Regions from separate parts of the Rattus norvegicus genome. Here regions 2 and 3 are each linked to region 1. The links are chromatin contacts, called in public Hi-C maps. All regions are on one chromosome and are shown on one strand. The core of a region is the stretch at or near the end of the contact, and the rest is flanking DNA. Distances in the headings are between cores, read along the strand shown.

Evidence for each region. A called contact is a pair of places that touch in the nucleus more often than the background predicts.
Region 2: a contact with region 1 is called in a Hi-C map of Schwann cells, with 6 times the contacts expected there. The contact joins the promoter of Ppp1r12a here to the enhancer-like site in region 1. A contact is called at or near these places in 7 of 12 Hi-C or Micro-C datasets (the A7r5 cell line, the Rat2 cell line, Schwann cells and 4 more) and 1 of 1 datasets of contacts at active chromatin or transcription factors (oligodendrocytes).
Region 3: a Hi-C map of Schwann cells shows a contact between it and region 1, with 2.9 times the contacts expected there. The contact joins two enhancer-like sites. A contact is called at or near these places in 2 of 12 Hi-C or Micro-C datasets (Schwann cells and kidney).

The regions. Positions count from the first base shown.
Region 1 is chr7:45,129,767-45,133,496 of GRCr8, reverse strand. No RefSeq gene overlaps it. Among named protein-coding and RNA genes, the nearest start is that of Otogl, 34 kb to the right of the region's middle. Within about 2 kb of position 1,751, at least 17 of the 93 cell types and tissues checked have an H3K27ac peak or open chromatin away from gene starts, as enhancers often do. A contact at or near this core is called in Schwann cells, where this site is marked.
Region 2 is chr7:45,367,655-45,371,384 of GRCr8, reverse strand. Ppp1r12a (protein phosphatase 1, regulatory subunit 12A) reads right to left here and starts at 1,941. Exons shown (of 24, transcript NM_053890.2): 1 at 1,615-1,941. The coding sequence starts at 1,851.
Region 3 is chr7:45,322,484-45,326,213 of GRCr8, reverse strand. No RefSeq gene overlaps it. Among named protein-coding and RNA genes, the nearest start is that of Ppp1r12a, 45 kb to the left of the region's middle. Within about 2 kb of position 2,168, at least 18 of the 93 cell types and tissues checked have an H3K27ac peak or open chromatin away from gene starts, as enhancers often do. A contact at or near this core is called in Schwann cells, where this site is marked.

The sequences.
Region 1 (3,730 bases), core at 502-3,001:
GAGAAGAATGAGCCTTCTATTAAGTAATTTATCTTCTTTGATGATGACAGCTAGCTTCTTGACCCTAGAGCCTACCTCTGGAGGTGCTCATTCCTTCAATATGAGAAAATAGCTATCTCTCCAAGCTCTGGGACATGCAGAATGATCCAGAAGGAAATGATGTCAGCATAGGAGGAATCTGGGCAGAAAGGAAGTAGGTGTAGTGTTTAGGGACATTGACTCTGAGGTCAGACCACAGTGACTGTGATGCAAGGTTTGTCCTATTACAAGTTAATATTAACCTCACTGTGTTGCAATTTCCTGATCTGCAAAATGAGAAGATGATAGAATGGCCATGATTAAATGAAGTGATATGTACAATACTTAGTGTCTAACATAGTGATTTTTTGTAAATGCTAATGATACTTCAAATGCCTGTGTCTCCATGTTTATGTAGAAAATATTATAATCGGAATTAATTGATGCTTTCACAATATATTACAAAGGGTTTTGGTATCCTTACTCCAAGGTGCAAACACAGTAAGACATTTCCTTAAAATTCTAAGAAATGCATTCATTGTTATGCAAACATCAGCGTTTCCACAAACTCAATGGCTATGATGTCACTATTAGCAGATATGACCTTACAGCATCATCACTGTATGTGTGGCCAGTTGTTGCCCAAAATGTTGCTATGAGACATGACTAAAATAATAGTAGAATAAAGAAAGAGAGAGTTAGATGAGGTCAGAAGGGCATAGCTCATGAGTGCCCAGCACAGTATCTACAAGTGAGTCATGTAATCAGCACTGGGATCCCGTCTGGAAAAAAGTTTACAGTTGGCACTCATGATTAGTTTTTAAAACAATCTTTGGGGGCAATCTCCTTTCTGCATTTTTTTCCTGCACCCCATTGTATCTTAGCAGTGCAGTAATTACTTAATTTCTCTGAAGGAGAAATGTTTCCAAAAATGAATTCATCATGGTTGCTTCCAAATGCATTGTTTCTTCCTGGATTCCTAATAGGTTAAGGACTCGACTCTATGATTAAGGTTCAGATAGGAAGCCTCCTGGCTCACCCCTTTGGCCTTTATCTATTCAATAAAGGCATCCTCTGTATGTCACAGTGTCCCCACCAGGCCCACCTTCCTGTTTTCCCTGATCCCTCTGCTTCAACTCCTCACTTTTTGTAAAGTGGTTCCTCCCCATCTGGTTTTCCTTTGGCTCCCTCTTCCCCTTTTCCCTTGCTCCAATATCTTGAATATTTCCCCCTTGGATGCATATTCCCCAGAGACAGAGTCATGTCATATCACTTACCCCAAACCTTTGAGGGATTACTCAGTGGATAAAGGCATGAACTACTAAGATAGATGACCTAGAATTCAATTTCCAGGTCTCACAGGGTAGAAAGAAAGAACTGACTCCCACAGGTTATCCACTGACTTCACATCCAGGCCAGGGCATATGCCTACACATACACATGCACACACATACATAGTGCGCTCAATATTAAAAAAAATATTATAAAGTTTTGAGTGCTTTTTCACGATGTTTCAAGTCAAGAAAAATCACCTGATAATCATTCTCATTGCACTGAAACTTCTTCAGCGCTCACAAATGCACAGAGCTATCCTAACTGCTGCTCCAAGAGAGCTATTTCTCCTTCATTTTTGTGTATCTGGATCTGTGTTCTCTTCTCATGACACAGAGTACATTTGCCTTGCTATGGTAGAATTCAGTGTGAAACAAGACTTGGCTTCCTGAGAATTCAAACCCCATGGAGTGCTGCCCTCTTTTGGTTTTAACAGCCAAGAGTCCCAACCACCAAATACGGAATAGTGCTGGGTGACTCATCTTTTCCTTTCAGTCAGAGCCCTCATGGAAACAAACAAGGCAGGGTGAAATAATTCCTCTCTCTCTCTCTCTCTCTCTCTCTCTCTCTCTCTCCCCCCCATCTTAACTGACTTCAAAGATTATTTGTTTGGGGAGATAGAAAAAAGATAAAAATCTGTATCGGAAACAGAGCTTTCATATAGTAAGCATAAACTCCAGGAAAGCCAATGATTATTTTGACCATATCCAGTGTGCCAGGGATCTTCAGATTAACAGAGACTTTTATGTATAAGGTAGGAGCTGCTCAGAGCAAACGTCCTAAAGGCCCTTTTAGCTAAAGGCCCTTTAAGATTAAGAACAACTTCCTGATTTAGAGACTGCATAGGCAAGTGAAAAGGTAAAAGTTGCCTTCTTTAGACCTCGTGGGTGTCAGCCATTCTGTTCTTGAATATTTAGTAGGAGCAAAGCAGAGGATAATTTGAGCCCAGTGAAAACTTAAATCACAATTTTAACAAAGGGTGATTGATGAGAGACTGACAGGAAAGAGTGGCCCCGTGACTGAGGGAATCTCATAGGATAGAATTGTTTTAGAAGAGTATCATTAGGAGTCATTTCATTTCCCTCCCTCCCTCCAGCTCTCCTTCCATATGCCTCCCTATGCCTTCTGCTGCCTCCCTCTGCCTCTGTCTGTCTGTCTGTCTGTCTGTCTGTCTGTCTGTCTGTGTCTCTGTCTCTGTCTCTGTCTGTCTCTGTCTCTGTCTCTCTCTGTCTCTCTGTCTCTCTGTCTCTCTGTCTCTGTGTCTGTCTGTCTGTCTGTCTGTCTGTCTGTCTGTCTCTTTCTCTCTCTCAACACAGATTGGTGTTTAGCCTAACTGTTATCAGACTGCCCTCACCCAGCAACGGAAGGAAACAGATGGCAGAGAGCAACAACCACACATTAGGTAGAGCTTGGGGAATCCTGAGGAAGATGGGGAGGAAGGATTGTAGGAGCCAGAGGGGACAGGGACACTGCAAGAAAACTCGCAGAATCAACTAATCTGGGCCCATAGGGACTCACAGAGACTGAACCGACAATTGGGGAGCCTGCATGGGACTGACCTATACCCTCAGATCATATGTTACAGTTGTGTAGCTTGGTCTTGTGGGACTCCTAACAGTGGGAGCAAGGGCTATCTTGACTATTTTCTGCCTATGGGACCCTTTCTGCTCCTGGGTTGTCTCTTCTAGCCTTAATAGGAGAGGAGGTACCTAGTCTTACTGCAACTTGATATACCATGGCTGGTTGCTGTCTATAGGAGGCCTGTCCTTTTCTGAAGACAAATGGAGGAGGAGTGGGAGGAGGAAAGGAAGGGGAAATTGAGGTCAGGATGTAAAAAAAAAGTGTTCTAGGATTGTTGATTTTAGAATGCTCTATGTCTTTGCTATGGATCTCACTGAACATCAGTGGATATGAGGGCAATGACAGTAGGCAGGCATGCACTATTAATAACGGGAAAACTCAACCGAGAATGGCCTTGAGCTTTATCTTCTGTTTCAGATCCAGCTTCCTTGGATCTGAAAGGGAAAGGCATTCCAACACTGAAACTCAGCGGGTGACAGGAAGCCCCACACCTCTTGGAGGAGGATAGGTTTGTGGGCTGGCACTTGATGCGATCTTGGCACCATCTTTGATTAGAGCTAATGTTAGTAGAAGGATCGGGTGTCAGGCATGAGAAGAGCTGTCTGTCGGCCACTGTCCTGAGAAGGTCAGCAGATCACCACCCTTTCTTTCTGAAATGTGATCTGGGGTCCACAAACAGCCACAATGAATTGGATCACTGCCATGTGCTCTAAATCGGGCTAAAGAGGTTGACTTCATGCCAAGACTTGATACAGGATGCAGCTTGAAATATTCAACTGGGGAGGGGGTTGGGGCTTCT
Region 2 (3,730 bases), core at 692-3,191, 240 kb before region 1:
TACATAATGCCATTTTTTAATGCTGAAGTTGATTTCCTTCTCAAAATCATGTTTTCAGATCTAAGAGTTATAATGTGCCATAAGCTTTAAGCAAATGAACTTTGTATTATAGTAAAGAACCACCCTATATTTTCACTCAGTGCCATTCTAAATTCCAGATCTGTCCTCCAGATTGTCAGGCATTTCAGTCCTTCCAGTCAGCTTTGTAAACATAGGCTACGCCAAACTTGATATGTGAATTTGATTAAATAAAACTTTAAATGGTCATCACTTATTAAAGCAGGAAGCAATAAAAGGAAAATACCTCCATACCATGTCTTTTTAAAAGGTATAAAGTTAACAGGGGCAAAATAATAAAGTTTAGGTACAAAGTGCGAAGCCTTAGGTTTCAACCTCTGTTTTTAACCACACTATTATTCAAAATAGAGCTATGCTCTCCCACAGAACCAAGGGGAGAGAGCGGGAAAAGCCTTTTTCACTCGAATTTCCTAGTAATTCCAAGTTGCTTAACATGAAAATAGAAAGAATCTATGTTATGGCACCTATTACCAGCACTTAAAACTTGCTTTTCAAGCAGAACTCTAAGGGTTTTGTTGCTTTTGGCTTGTTAAAGGCAAAGCAACATTATCTCTGGATTGCCAATAGTTTCTCCTTATTTGGCTAACATTGAGAGATCCCAATCAGACTACTATAAAACTTTAACATGCACAAAGCATCCATTTTGAGAAAAGATTGTGATTAGCTTCATTTCTCCCCTCCACCCAACAAAAAAAAAATAAAATAAAATAAAAAAAATCAAAGTTTGGCAACCGTCTTTGAGGAGTACACATTGTTTATTCTTGTCTTTCCTAGCCCCGGTGTACACTCCAGGAGCCAGAGCTAATGGATCTGCGTCTCTGCGACAAACTTCGAGTACAGGAATCCATAGACTCTAGTTAAGAGGTGGGCAAGCCCACTTGGGAAGACTTCCTTATCTGATACACTAGCAAACCCCTCTCTTTCAGCCACCACAGAATAGCTAATTACACCCCGTTTTCCCCTCCCCAGTGACCAAGAGTAATAAAGGAGAAAACAGGAAATCGTTCGCTCAGGGCACCCGGCTTTAGGGCTCTTGATCACTATTATTATCATCGTCATTTGTAATCAAGTCCTGAAAAGTACACCAAGACCAATGCCCACCTACAGGTCAAAGGGGGTCCATCTGCTACAAGAATCCCTACCGCTCCCGGTTAGTGGATTTTCAAACTCCCCCACCCCCCGAGTCTATCACTGACACCCGGCCTCGGCACAACCCATTACATTACACTCCAGCTCGGCTTGACCCAGAGTACCAGACACATGTCCACAAATGGCCCTGGGGCCCCAAGAGGACCACAGTCCATTTTGTCCCGCGCCCAGGAAAATCAGCCGGCTCCCAAACTGCACAGGCAGCGAGCGAGCGGCTATGAAGGGGGCCTGGAGCCCCGCGCCCAGCCTCCGCCGACGGAGCCGCCCCCTCACCCGCAGCAGGGAGTCTCCCGCCACCCCCCGGCCTCAGCACCGGAGCCCTGAGAGGCCCGGGCGCGAGCACGACAGCGGGCCCGGGCTCCGGGTGAGGTCGGCGGGCACACAGACCTGGTGCAGGGCGGTGAGTCCGTCCACATTGGCGTAATTGATGTCGGCGCCGCGGTGCAGCAGCTTGAGAACCTCGTCCGTGTCGCCGCTGGAGCAGGCGGCGAGGAAGACGGCGCCATCGTCGAACTTCACCTTGGTCTTCTGGCGCTTCACCACGGGAGGCTCGAGGTCCGTCTCGGAGCCGATCCAGCGCTTCAGCTGCTCGTTCCGCTTCTGCTTCGCGTCCGCCATCTTCATCCCCTCTCCTGCCGCCGGCTCTTCTTATCGCGAGCGGGGGAAGGGGGCGGCGGCGAGGGAGGCGAGGGGACGCCGGGGGGTGTGCGACCGTGTCTGCGAGAGCGGGCCGGAGCGGAGTCGCGAGCCGGGGAGGAGACGCTCGAGACTTCCAGTATCCCACAGAGCACTGGGGCGAGCCCGGCAGAGCGGGCCTCTCTTCCTACCACAGACGCCCTCCCGCCCCCGGCACGGCCGCCCGTCAGCCGCGGCCCGGCTGAGCGTAACTTCGCGAGATCGCGGCCGGGGAGGCGCCCTGCGGTCAGTGCGCATGCGCGCTCCCGCCTCGGCCCGGCCCAGGAAGAGCTCGGCGGCCGAGTGCGGCGGGGGCGCTACCGGAGGGAAGCGGGTGTGGCTCTGGCTGCGGGGGCTGGGCCGCTCCTGGAAGGGAGGAGGCCGGGAAGGAAGGTTGTCCAGCGGGACCGAGGGCTCTGGAGGCTGCCCGTCGGGCGGCGAGGCGGTACCAGGCTGACCTGCCTCCGGGGCTGGTCCGGCCGCGCGAGGCGTCTGCCCAGGGCGGAGGGTTTTCCTATTGGCTGCGTGATTTGAATGGAGTGGGCACAGGTCGCGCATTAGGTGCTTGGGGGTGCTCTTCCCGAGGAACTCGGGTGAACCCGGGCGATCCTGACGAGGCCGTTTTAAAAGTGGGGTCGGAGTCGTCTCCACGGCCCTGTTGGCAGTGACCGAGGTGATCGCCTACTGGCAGGGGATGACCTGCGGTAATTGCGTTGGCTTCCTGCTAACACCCACTGCAGAAATGTCTTTCCTCTTAGGCTTGCTCGGTATTGTTGTTTTGTTTTCTCTGTCTCTTAAGCCTGTTTTGATTTCTTCTTCTTTCATCGCTTCCAGCCTGTGTGGCACTGCCCATGGGGTTAGTTCAGCCTTGTTAACTGGTTCTGACCTTTTAAGGGATTTATGGTTCCAGCTCCATTGCTTTCTATGGAGTGAAGACCCGGCTGCGTCTAGAATTCAAAAGGAATGTGGATGAAGGCAGTTACATCGACTGATACTTATCCAATACTTGTCTAATAAGTCGTGACTTCCTAGGCTCCGAAAATACAGTAAATATGATTGATTTGATTTCTTAAATTCTTAAATTTCTTAAGGTCTCGTGCTGTAAAAGACATTATCATAAAGAGACTTTAAATTTGTGTTTTCTAAACACTCTCCCTTTCCGTACACTCTAGATCTATAATGTCATAAAACCCTACCACTGAATGGAAGTTTGGGGATCCTCTAGACTGTGAGACTCCCAAAAGAAAACAGTTGCAATTCTCCTTTAACCTTGCCCTAACCGCCTCCCAGTGGTGGGGATACACCAGTGGAAAGTTATTTTCTTACTCTTAGCATGTTGCCTTTCTCGTAGACTATATTAGAATAATTGAGTAAAATATGCTTACGAAACCACCTTCCTTATAGAACTGAATATTCTGAATTTCAATTTTAGGAATAGTAGTAAGATCCAAACTAGGATAAAAACTTCCTTTGAAATACAAAAGCGAGTGTGCCATACATGAAATATAGCATGTCTTCATAAAATGAGCCAAGGATTATACCGTTAGACCTCTGCACAGCAAGGAGAACAGTGGCGTTCGTACTAAATTTTATTTTCTTTCTTTTCCTTTTTTTCTTTTTCCAGATACAGTTTCTCTGTGTATTCCTGTCTGTCTGTCCTGGAACCCACTCTGTAGACTTCGAACTCAAGAGATTTGCCTGCCTCTGCCTTCTGAGCACTGGGATTAGATCCGTGTGCCACCACCACCACCTGGCAGGGTAATGAATCTTCTTAACACTAAACTATAAAATCCCTGTGCACAGAATACAGAATAAAAGAAAAGAATTG
Region 3 (3,730 bases), core at 919-3,418, 190 kb before region 1:
ATGCAAGCAGACATGCTTTCATACACATGTAATAAGTAAATACATGTTAAAAGATACCTCAAAGGTTGGAGTCTCCACTGAGTGAACGTTAAGACAGTGTTTTGGGAGAAAATTTAAAAGCCCGTTCTCTCACAGAGCATTGTATATTTTTTGCATGCAAAAGTGATCAACGTATGCATATGCACACACATATATGAATACATATACATACATCCAAACATATACATGTGCACACACACATGCATACACTATAAATTACTTTTTAAATCTAGGCGGAAATTAATGGTGTGGTGAAAGCCAGGAATATCTCATCCTTAGCAAAGCCCAGGATTACTTGGTAAAAACTCTCAGCAGTGGTCCCATCTCACTGGGACTTTTACACTTGAAAGTCTGGTGTTGGAATTTCAGAATCTCTATTTTCAGAAGACTTTCTAATGATATTCAGACCCAACTGCTTGCTGTGGATTTCTGCTGGTGACTTGTATCTATACTGGAAGTAATTCTGCCACGCTAGCTATTGACAGCCTTCCTTCATTAGGTCAGATTTCTTGGTCTGATTTGGCCATACAAACAGTATGTTTATATTGAGGTCGTAATCCTCAGCCAGAAGTAGGACAGTGTGTCGAAGCTAGGGACAGCAATAGGGTTGTAGAGTTAACCTCATTCTTTTCTTGGCAATGTCTTATGTAGCCTAGGCTGTAAACTCATTATGTAGGCAAAGATGATATTGTATAGCTGGTCCTCCTGTCTCTACTTTCCAAGTGCCGAGATTACAGGCGTGTACTTCCACACCCAGATGATTAAGCACGATTTTTAACCTTCCTGGTTTGTTGGCCCAACAAGAAGTTTCATCCACACCATCCAGTATCTGCTAAGAGGACCTAATGTAGATGAGTAGACATTCCTGCCAGCTCCTTAGTCTGTATCCTCGTTGGGTTGAGCCACATAATCACCACTGGATATGCCGTTATATTGATCAGGGCCATTTCAGCTGCTACATCGCACGTATGAAGTCAAGAGATAACTTGTACAAGTCTGTTCTCTCCTACCACGTGGGACCTGGGAGTTGACTGAACCCAGGTTGTCAGGTTGGGTGATAAGTGCCTACAACCACTGAGCCATACCCCTGGCCCCAAGACCTATCCCTTTACCCAACAGCTATTTCCTAAGAGGCTACTAAACATTGCTTGATGTGCTGGGGTTGAAGTAGCAAACAAAACATCAGTCCTCAGGGCTTATATTCTGTTGGAGGGGGCAGAGCACAGGCCAGGGATTAGCCCTACCCTGAGGAGTACTGAGAAGTGCCCCAAGGAGCTAGAGCAGAATACAGATAGCAGAAAAGTTTTCTTTTGTGTTTCAACTTAAATTTTTTCACACAATACATTTTGATTCTTTCCCCTCTGCCAATGTCAACTCCTCCCAGATCTTCCCTACACATACAACTTTGTGCATCCCCCTCTTTCCTCCCCCTCTCTTCTTCTCTTTCTGTCTGGGAAAAAAAAAAACCTCCAAAAATAAAAATCAAAAGGAACAAATAACAACAAACCCAATGAGACAAAACATCAACAGCAGCAACAACAACCAAACCCAAAGCAAAACAAAACATGTAGCTCATTTTGTGTTGGTCAAATACTCCTTGGGATGGGGCCTGCCCTTGACTGACATGGCGTACTCATGGCCATTCCATTGAAGAAAAATGATTTTTTTCTTTCCCAGCAGGCATCACTTGCAAGTAGCTTTTTATTTGGATAGGAGTGGGACTTTGTGTCCATGTCCCCTTCTTAGTGCTGGGATACTGTGTAGCTCAAACCATCGTCCATCTTGTGTAAGCTATACAGCCTCTGTTAGCTCTTGCCTATCAGCTCTGTTATGTCCAGAAGATGCTGTTTCCTTGGGACCCACCATCCTTGGCTCTTTCAGTTATTCTTTCCCCTCTTCAGCATAGATCCCTGGGCTCTGAGGGGAGGACAGTAGAAACGTATCATAACTCAAACTAGAGCAAGGACCTGAACGAGCCCGTGACGAAAGCTCAATGACAGGCGTTGCCTAGCTAATAGCAAGTGCAGTCTGCGTGTGCGGGATGTGCCCGGGGTCCACAGGAGTTCAAGGAAGGGTCGGACTGCAGGACAGGCCTCAAGGGAAAGGCTTTTCCAGCTCTCAGATCGGGCTCTGAATCAGATGCTGAGTCCCTTCGGATCCCTCTAAAACACCAGCTCTTTGTGTTCAAGGTCCAGAGGGTAGAAAAGGAATGAATCACAGATAGGCTTTGCGAGCCCAGGGTGAGTAAAACAGAGATAACAGAGCTCAGGCTCTGGCTGAACTGAATCCCGCAGTGCAGCCACGCCCTGTTCGCATTGCATTTCTATCTTTAAACTGCAGTCCGCACAGAATGGGAGCGCGGGGTCACGCTGCCTCCCTGTAAGAATTCCCTTCTGATCTCTTAGCACTTTCTGCCGAGATGGAGAACAGGGAGGGTTGGCACACATGGGTATGAGATCAGAGAATTATGCAGCTGGTACTTTGTTTAAAAGGAATTCCCACATTTCTCCCTCCCCTTACGGTATCAGGGAGCGTTTCTTCCAACAAAAAGGCTGGCATGACTTGATGCTTCCCTGATTTGTTCTTTATTTGAATTGGAATGATCTGTTAGGGTGAATAATTGTATAACTCACAGACACAGAAGACACTGTGGAATGACTGTGTAATGACTTTTTTCTGCACGTTAAAGTAAAATTTCCTGCAAAAAAAAATCACTATTTAAATGATGGATGGGCCTGATAGTTGACTTTTCCCCTCTCTTTCAGTGTTGAATGGAAATATATTTTATCATGAAAAACAGATTCTTGTGGAAGATGTTATATTCTCTCTCTCTCTCTCTCTCTCTCTCTCTCTCTCTCTCTCTCTCTCTCTCTCTCTCTCAATTTTTATTCTTTGAGACATGGTTTTTCTTTGTAGCCTTGACCTGTCCTGGAACTTGTTCTGTAGACCACTGTAACCCTGGCTGGCTTTGAACTCATAGAGATCTGCCTGCTTGTGCCTCTGTCTCCCTAGTGCCAGGATTAAAGGTGTGCACCCCCATCGGCCGGCCGTCATAACAATTGTCTATGAAAAGATCTGATAATGGAATAGGATTAAAAAGTACATGACCACACTTAGATTTGTGGTTTGCAGAAAAGAAGAGTAGAGTAGAATGAAGCCAAGTATTTTGAGAACATGGACAACCTTTGAAATTATTTTTTTTTAAATGTAATTGGAAATGTTTGAACTTTGTCTTCTGAATTTTGCATGAACATTTAGGCAAGTTTTTGTTTCATTTTAACTTTTGGGCATTCTTGTTCCTTAAAAAGCCATTTTACTATTATGATGCTGATGCTGATGCTGGAGGAGGCTGTCACACATTGGGTTATAGCGCTTTGGGAAAGTTCGTTCCCCATTCGTTTTATATATCATGCCACGTCTCTACCTATTCCTAAGGAAATAGATAAGGTCCTGACACCCAGTGTACCCACACACATATCTGTAGGACCAAGTACTGTGTCTTCCTTTTTTTTCTTGTCTCCTCTGTTCTTCTATACTATTTCATTCCCCTGTGTTTCATTAAAATGTATGGTCTTGACCCACTGAGGTGGCTTTATAACCCACTTTAAAGCCACAGCCTGCATTTAGAAAAGGAAACACAGTTTTGAAAGACAATGCTTTTGGCTTGAGAACTAAACATGAGTTGTAAGGC